3 separate regions of the Mus musculus genome follow, and regions 2 and 3 are each linked to region 1. A link is a contact called in public promoter capture Hi-C data. All regions are on one chromosome and are shown on one strand. The core of a region is the stretch at or near the end of the contact, and the rest is flanking DNA. Distances in the headings are between cores, read along the strand shown. Region 1 holds the start of Rnaseh1 (ribonuclease H1). Region 2 holds the start of Iah1 (isoamyl acetate-hydrolyzing esterase 1 homolog). Region 3 holds the start of Cpsf3 (cleavage and polyadenylation specificity factor 3).

The links. Promoter capture Hi-C pulls out the DNA fragments that hold promoters and counts their contacts.
Region 2: a promoter capture Hi-C map of pre-B cells shows a contact between it and region 1. The contact joins the promoter of Iah1 here to the promoter of Rnaseh1 in region 1. A contact is called at or near these places in 1 of 39 promoter capture datasets (pre-B cells) and 1 of 484 Hi-C or Micro-C datasets (CD4 T cells).
Region 3: a promoter capture Hi-C map of pre-B cells shows a contact between it and region 1, with 3 times the contacts expected there. The contact joins the promoter of Cpsf3 here to the promoter of Rnaseh1 in region 1. A contact is called at or near these places in 2 of 39 promoter capture datasets (hematopoietic stem and progenitor cells and pre-B cells).

Annotation. Positions count from the first base shown.
Region 1 is chr12:28,648,279-28,650,978 of GRCm38.p6, reverse strand. It overlaps Rnaseh1 (ribonuclease H1), which reads right to left and starts at 1,377. Exons shown (of 8, transcript NM_011275.3): 1 at 1,163-1,377. The coding sequence starts at 1,290.
Region 2 is chr12:21,315,004-21,317,703 of GRCm38.p6, reverse strand. Iah1 (isoamyl acetate-hydrolyzing esterase 1 homolog) reads right to left here and starts at 1,312. Exons shown (of 6, transcript NM_026347.3): 1 at 1,192-1,312; 2 at 276-328. The coding sequence starts at 1,272. It overlaps Cpsf3 (cleavage and polyadenylation specificity factor 3), which reads right to left. Exons shown (of 18, transcript NM_018813.3): 18 at 2,648-2,700.
Region 3 is chr12:21,284,858-21,287,557 of GRCm38.p6, reverse strand. It overlaps Cpsf3 (cleavage and polyadenylation specificity factor 3), which reads right to left and starts at 1,261. Exons shown (of 18, transcript NM_018813.3): 1 at 1,014-1,261. The coding sequence starts at 1,063. Itgb1bp1 (integrin beta 1 binding protein 1) reads left to right here and starts at 1,274. Exons shown (of 7, transcript NM_008403.5): 1 at 1,274-1,452.

The DNA of each region.
Region 1 (2,700 bases), core at 128-2,627:
CGGGGATTTAAAGGCTTGTGCCACTATGCCTGGCCCAGTGTCTTTTCTAGAGCAGGAGTTTTTAACTGAATGAAGTTTAACATACAAGGACTTTTCATGGATTATAGGTTTGGTGTTGTATGGTGAGTCAAAGGGATCTGCTGTCAATTCCTTGGGACAAAGGTCACACCTCAATTTGGTTTCATTTTACATGTTAAGACCTGACAGCCCATTCTGCTAAATGCCATCCAATCCAAATAGCATACTAATACCACAAGGTCTTCCACAACTCCAGCACATACTAAAATTTTGTTATCTTTAAGACTCAATCACAGAAAAAGGGTTGGCAGTGGATATATTTCTTCCTTAGTACTGTCTCAGCTGTGCCTAGGGAAACATCCAGGTCACAGGGACAACAAACCTTGATATTAGAAGTTAGCTGTCATATACTCCCAAACCTGGACTTAAGCCCCGATTCTGCCTCTCATTTGACCTGGGAACTGCCACAGTACCGGTGAAACTGAAAACTTCATCTTGCCTCCAAGGGCTGCGACATGGATCCAAAGGCAAAGACCAGCTTCTGGCTTGAGACTCTCCACCTCTCCCCCTCCCTCATCTCTTCCACAGCCCATGCTGGCCTCTAACTTGTAGTGATCCTCCTGCCTCCACCTCAACAGTGCTGGAATTACAAACATGTGACAACACATCTCACCACGATTTTCCTTCTTAAAAACAGTCGGGGATGAGGATGTAGCTCAGCTGCTGGCCTAGTATGCACAAGCCCTGGGTTCAAACACCTGCAGTACACAAATTGAGCATAACGGTGCCTATCTGAAATCCCTGCGTTTGGTTAGTGAAGGCAGAAAGACCAGAAGTTCAATTTGGCACATAATCGGCTCGAGAAAAGTCACCCAGTAGGTATGAAAAATGTTTAAAAGATGAAAACACGAGGAAGTTGGGCGTGGTGGCCCAAACCAATGAGCTCAGCAGTCTGGACTACATGAGGTCCTGTGTCAAAAAACAAAACACCCACACACAGGAACGATCAGAACGTGGGAAGCCTTGTGTAAATTCTGGCTGCGGTGACCATGTGTTCTCTTTGGGAGGATTTGACTACAACACGGAAGGGCTAAACGAGCTGTTAGGTGTTTAGAATAAAGGGCTCCGCCAGGCTCCGTCTCACCAACTCAGGAAGACTCCGGTCCTGCGGCCTCTCCTCACCGCATAGAACATCCCGAGCCCGCAAATGCCTCGCCTCAGGCGTACGACGGCCAGTGTCACTGTGCGGGACAGCGGCAGCAGCCAGCGCATCACTCACGCCAGCGCGGCAACCCACATTGCTGCCCGCGAGCCTCCCGCCGGCGAGCCGACACACTTCCGGCTCAGGAAGGTGACGTCGCGAGGCGCCCGTCGCGGAGAGGGGCGGGGCCGAGGATTGTGTCTTCGGTTTCTTAGACGTCGGTGGAGACGTTCGGCCTGGAGACAGAGGTGTTTCCCAGCTGCCGAGTGCCTAGTCCAATCCCAGCACAGCAAAACTGATTTGGAAGCGAGAGGAAGAGGGGAAAGAAGGAATGAGAGGATGATGGCCGAATGAGGGAATAGATGTGAAGACAATGAGCCCCTGTAAAACTACATCCCATATTCTAGGATGCCCAACTCTGCAGAATAGGGTTCCCCTCCCCTTTGCCAGCAATGAATGAGAAGATGTCATGAATACATAACAACACTCTGGCCATATAATTCTGGACTACATAGAATGAAGCAAGTCACTGTTGCAAACTGGGGAATCGTTTTTATAACCCAAAATCAACTAAAATTTTAAAATCTACTCCTTAGGGACTACCAAGGCGACTTTGAAAGTGAAGGCACTTGCCACCAAGCTTAACAACTCTCCCACAAGTTGTCCTCTGACCTTCGCACATATGCACCAATGATAATGCACGCACACACCAACACATAGATGCAATTTTAAAGTAATAAATGTATATTCCTTGAAGTCATGAGTATGAAAAGTTTTTCTAAATATAAAGAAAAAATAGGGAAGGGAAAATTTCCCTTTAATGGTTGTCTCTGATTGTTTGCCCTTCAGCCAGCTGTCGGTGTGGTTTGTAGAATGTAAAGCAACTCTACCCTTCTCTTTCCTTTAGAAATCAGTTGTTTATTTATGTATTACTTTAGTTCATGTGTATGAGTGTTTCGCTTGCATCTATGTTTGTGCCACAGACATACTTTCTGCCCACAGAGGTCAGGAAATGGCATTGGCTCCCCTGGGATTGGAACTCAAGCCTTTGCAAAAGCAGCCACTATTCTTAATGAGTGAGCCATCTCTCCAGCGCCACCAGAGTTTTTGTTTGTTTGTTTGTTTTTTAATATTTGAAGCCAGACATGGTGCCTCAAACCTATTATCCCAGTACTGTGTAGACTACAGCAAGAGGATTACTGCAAGTTCAAGGGCAGTCTTGGCTACACGATGAATCCTGGCACTGGAGATTGAAATTAGGGTCTCACATATATTGGGCATAGGCCCTGCCAGAACTTCCTCTCATCCCTTCTTTTTATTTCTATGTAGCAAGTATTAATGTCTATCAACTCAAATAAAACCTCAAAATACCAACAATATTCTAAAGTTTAAAAAAGGGGGTAAGAAAGAAAAAAAAAGAAAAAAAAAAAAAACAAAAGAAGGGGGTATGGATATATCCAGTGTCTCGGAAACCGGGTGTG
Region 2 (2,700 bases), core at 63-2,562, 7.3 Mb after region 1:
ATCTAAAATGGACTTTCCGATAGACGTTAACCAAACGGGTACAGAACGTTAGGAACCCACTAACAGGCTGGTTTGAAAGGTTCCAGGAAGGCAGAGCAGCCAATACAAGTGCTGCTGGTTCCCATGTGGTAGAAACTCGATTTTGTTGAACCTGAATTCCTTTCCTTTAACATGTATCCAGGAGGGGAAAGCTAGCAGATAAAAGCCTCCACCATTCACTCTGACTATGCTTCCCACCAGAAAGTAGCCAAGTACAATCTAGGAACTGTTCTTACCTGACTAGTCTGTCAGCCAGCAACGAGCCCCATCCACCCTGCTGGAAAGAAAACTGAAGAAAGAAGTCTGTTACTACCCACACAGCTATACACTATGGCATGGTGGTGGGCCAGGCCTGTTAGATGCAGACTCCGTTTAGACACTCCCAGGCTTCTTTCTTGCCTTCCTTGCTTGGGAAGGTATTTTGAGAATTACTGTGGCTTCACTTGGAAACTCTCTGGACATGAGAGGGTTTTACTGTGACCTAACATTAGAGACATTCGTTATCTGAACAGCAGAAAGCTCAACTATGTTGAGTCAGCTGACATAATGTTATCCCATTTCTCCACAGCTGAAAACTAAGGAAGCCTATGCTCTATTGATTTCCCTGACAGTCATGGCAATCCTCCAGCAGTATTGCGCCATCTCGCCCACTCACAAAAACTTAATGCCCAATATCTAAAAACAATGTTGCCAATTACTAGGGAAAGCCAAGCCCGCGTACGAGTAAATTGTGGAGAAGCGTCTTTTTTTGTTTTGTTTTGTTTTTTAATCTCCCTGAAGGAAGGCATCTTGAAGAATTTCCTCAATCGGGAACTATATGTTTTCAGATAGGGTTACTTTTTCATGCTGTTGAAAGCATTGTTTTCAAAAACCACTTGGTACTGGACCTAAGCCGCTTGAGGAAGAGAGGAGTGAACTAGTCGGTTCAAAGTTCAAAGTAGCTTCGGTGAAGAACCCGCAGGAGGTTGCAACCAAGCGAAGGCGGACCCTTTAAGCTCCCGTGCACCCCGACGCGCACCGGGCCATCCAGAGTCCGGGGGAGTCGGGCAGCTCGGGATCCGTACCGGCTCGCGGAGCACGGTGGGGTGGGGGAGAACCGCGCCTGGACTGCTCCGACACGCACGCGGATGCAGCCGAGGGTGCGGCGGGTACCTGCGTGATGGAGTCCCCGAAGAGCAACACGCGAGGCCAGAGCAGAGCGCTCCCGCTAGCAGCTCGCTCGCACAGCGACATGGTAGAAAGCCCAAAACCCCGCAGGGCTGCGCCGGATGTGGAGGAGCCTCGCGCCGTGGGCGGAGCTAGCTGCGGGCGGGGCTAGCCGTGGGCGGGGTGAGCCCCAGATCAAACCTCTTTGCACTCAGGTCTCCTGAAGCGAGTGTCCCCGGCCGGGTGAGTCCTGCCACCGGTTCACCCCAACCCCGCCTCTCCGAGACTGGGGATAGCTGTGGTGCTTGGAAATCTCGTTTTTAGCAGGAGCACTCGTCCATTTTTGGCCATGCCCAAGTGGAGGATTTCCTCTTCCAGTACTGGACTTGATGGGCACAGTAAAAGATAGAGGTGTCTAGGGACCCTCACTGTAGACCGCCTGACTTCACGGTATCACATGCCCCAGCTATTAAAAGGAAATTTCTAGTTTTATGTAATAAATTTTTGTATGTTATGGGGGCCCTAGGCTTTTGGTATAGGCCAAAAACATGGGAATTTGGCTGTTTTATAGAAATTTCATTTTAAGGAAGTCAGATTTACACTGTTAGCAAAGCACCGGAGCGTTTACACACCCAAGAGGGTAGGTAGACAAGACAGGCTACATGGGCGAAGTTCTTTGCCTTGATAGTGTGCTCTGAAGGAGAAGCACTCCCTTGAGAAGGGTGACAATCCCAGCAAGGAACTGAAGTGTTGCTATTTTACATAGATAGCAAACCTGGCCTCCAGGTTCTTTCAGCATCGCTGCTCAGCCCCTACCTGGTACCCTGCCCCCAACCCTGGACTGTCCAGCACAGGGGCTGGACTCTTCTGTAGTAGTCAATGAACTTTTTTTTTTAAGATTTGTTTATGTATATGAGTACGCTGTTCAGATGGTTGTGATTGTTGGGAATTGAATTTAGGACCTCTGCTTGCTCTGGTCCAGCCCCAAGACTTATTTATTACTATATGTAAGTACACTGTAGCCATCTTCAGACAGCAGATCTCATAACGGGTGGTTGTGAGCCACCATGTGGTTGCTGGGATTTGAACTCAGACCTTCAGAAGAGCAGTCAGTGGTCTTACCCGCTGAGCCATCTTGACAGCCCTGGGACCAGTGAACTTGATGGCCCAACAAACCTGCGTTTTTTATGTACTTGAATCTGGCTTGAACTGACTAATTTTAACATCAGAGAAACATCACTGAGCTCCACCCACTTTCTCCTTGGTCTGAATTTTATGTCCTTTAGAAAACCAGACTAATGAACTAACTCACACTACATCTGAGGCATAAAACCCCATCTCTGAATTGAACATGTAGATCCCATAACAGATGAGTCCTAAAAGTGGTGGTTTTAGAATCATAAGCCAAGGAATTGGGTAAGGGTGTGGAGAACAGGGGTTTCAAAGCTGTGGCACAACATTTGCATTCAACTCAAAACTCAGATTTGCCAGTACAGACCAGAGGAAGACAGACGG
Region 3 (2,700 bases), core at 12-2,511, 7.4 Mb after region 1:
AGATGTCAAAATGAGCACTGAGCACGGTCACTGGTATCACTGCACTGCCCAAGAGCAAGCACTCCTCACAGTGAGTGCTTTTTTCCACATGAGGAAGTGGGTTCATTGAGGCTACTTCCGTATTAAACAGGAAGACTGGGTTTCAGGTCTGACACCAACGTAGCTGTCTATTTTCACAAACTCATTCCAGCACTCCCCACTTTACAATTTCACCAAAGGCGTGAAATCAATGAACTCAGCCCATGCCTGGTGATTTTGTTTGATATTTGCTTAGTGTATATAGGGAGATGACAGCATCACTTGGGTACATTCATTGGTAAGTGCTCAGTAAATCTTACTTTATGAGTGGGTAAAGGAGATAGTTTCCGGCCTTTGAAAATGTACACATTCATGTGGTGCCAAATAGTGTCTCATGCTGAACAACAACCACGTGTATTGGATGAGTCTCACCGCTCATCCAGTACGTTCTGCACCTTTAAATGTGTGAGGCAATTCTCTACAAAATATTCCAGAACGCCATTTCCACTAAAACCAATCTTTTATGGTGATTTAGCTCTTAATTTCTCGCGGAAACGCCTCAGCTTTCCCCTCTCCAATTTCCTCCTACCTTCTGCTAAGGTCTGAGCTCTCAAAGTACATACACCACGTCTTTAATTTCCCCGCCCATCTGAGCACGTGTAGGGTCCTGGAAAGGAGGCAGATGCAGTTCTTCCTTGCAGTGTCCTCTATCTGTCGGTTCCCTCAAGGCTTGCTCTGATGTACGAGATCCAGACTTGTGTTAATTGGCAACCCTTTCTTTATGAAAACACCCAATGACCTGGATTTTTTTTCCCCAAAATACCCTCCCCGAGACTGAAGGAAAAATGACATTCAACCTAGATAGCCCATCGATCAATGTTCTCCAAATCCCTTGAACCTGAGAGGCTGGACCCGCAGCTGCCTCCGCGGGGGTCCCTCCAGGCTCTCACACATACGGGGAGGGGGGCTCGCTCCCTCTCTAGCGCATCCCTTACAGGGGTCGGATCAGCAGCTGGTCGCTCTCCTCTGCAGGAATCGCAGACATCCTGGCAGTCTCAGGAGCAGCGTGGACCACGAACTCGTCGCCGCAGTCTCTAAATTCAAAGCACAGCTACTGCAAACCAAAGAAGAAAAAACCCCCACCACCAACACACAACTTCCGGCGCTCTAGCGTTCCCGGAGCTAGATTCGGCCCTCCAACTTCCGGTTCGAGAACGAGGTTCTTTAGGTTCCCGGAGGTGCGGTTAAGGAACTGGAGGCGCGGCCTAAAGACTGCGCCTGCGCATGATAGGGGCGTGGCCCAGCGGACCAGGGCAGGAAAACTGGCAAAGCCGGAGCTGGAATACGAACTGGAATAACCTACCGGCCGCCGCCGCTGGACCATCCCACACCCCGCGAGACCGGGGCGACCGGGGAACGAGCCGAGGAGGCGAGGTGAGAACCGGGCCTCGCCTCAGCCGGGCCAGAGGGTGCGGGTGTGTGGGGAGTACCCCGCAGCCCGCCGTCCTCCCATTCCCTCCACGTCCCGAGGCTGAGGCACCGACAGAGTGCAAACCGGGGAAAGGAAGAGGAGCTCGGCGCCCGGTCAGGGAGGGACCCGCGTTCCCGTGACAGGTCTACCGCCTGCCTCCCCGGGGACCAGGCTCCGCAAGACCCTGAGGCCTCCCTCTGCTTGTTGCTGCACCCAGGTGGGGTTGGAGTTAGCTGTCTACATCCTCACTTGTGCGAGGCATGTGTGCAGAGCTTTGGAAGCCTGATCTTGTCGGGGTCCCCAAGTAAACTTTGTGATGTGGGACAAGTTATTGAATCTCTGGCTTGGTTGACTCACGTGAATGCAGCTGGGCGTTCTCACTGCTCGGAAGGCTCCGATGACCCTAGGGACCGGCTGCTCCAGATGGGCCAGAGTGAGGGCTAGCGGTTTCTGGAGCATCTTGGCGACGTTATTGGATATCACCTCCTAGGGCAATTGTCAGAACCCTGTAACGAGTCCTCTTCCGCTATACTGTCTATCTACTGAGAACCAATTCAGCCTCGCCTTGCACTAGTTAGTTGAGGGAGTGGGAGTTTAAAGAAGAAGATGACATTTTAATGCTGTGATCTGATGTCTTTTAGTCCAACCTGAAAGTCCAAGGAAGGCTTTCTTTAAAAGGCCCGAAATAAGTTGTGCGAGGCAAGTAGTTGCCAAGGAACTTACAAAATGAGAGTTCTGTGGGAGGGAAAGTTAGATAGTATAAGAACATACAGGAGCTTAGAACCGCTCAGAACCAAAGTGGCTTTGCGTTCCTGAGAGATGTGTAGCTCATTGTTGAAGACAAGCTTGAGAGAGAGTGGTTGGAGAGCCCTGGGTGGGTTCTTGCTGGAGGGATTTGACCTTCCTTAGTCAAATCTTAGTAGTCAAATCTTAGTAGGACACCGGTGAACAACGGCCTAATAATACTGAGCTCTGATCTGTGTTTGAAAGAAATCATTGTTATCTTCTTTTCCTCCTCCTCCTCCTCCTCCTCCTTCTTTTTTTTTTTTAAAGATTTATTTATTATTATATGTAAGTACACCGTAGCTGTCTTCAGATGCACCAGAAGAGGGCGCCAGACCTCATCACGGGTGGTTGTGAGCCACCATGTGGTTGCTGGGAATTGAACTCAGGACCTTCGGGAAGAGCAGTCAGTGCTCTTACCCGCTGAG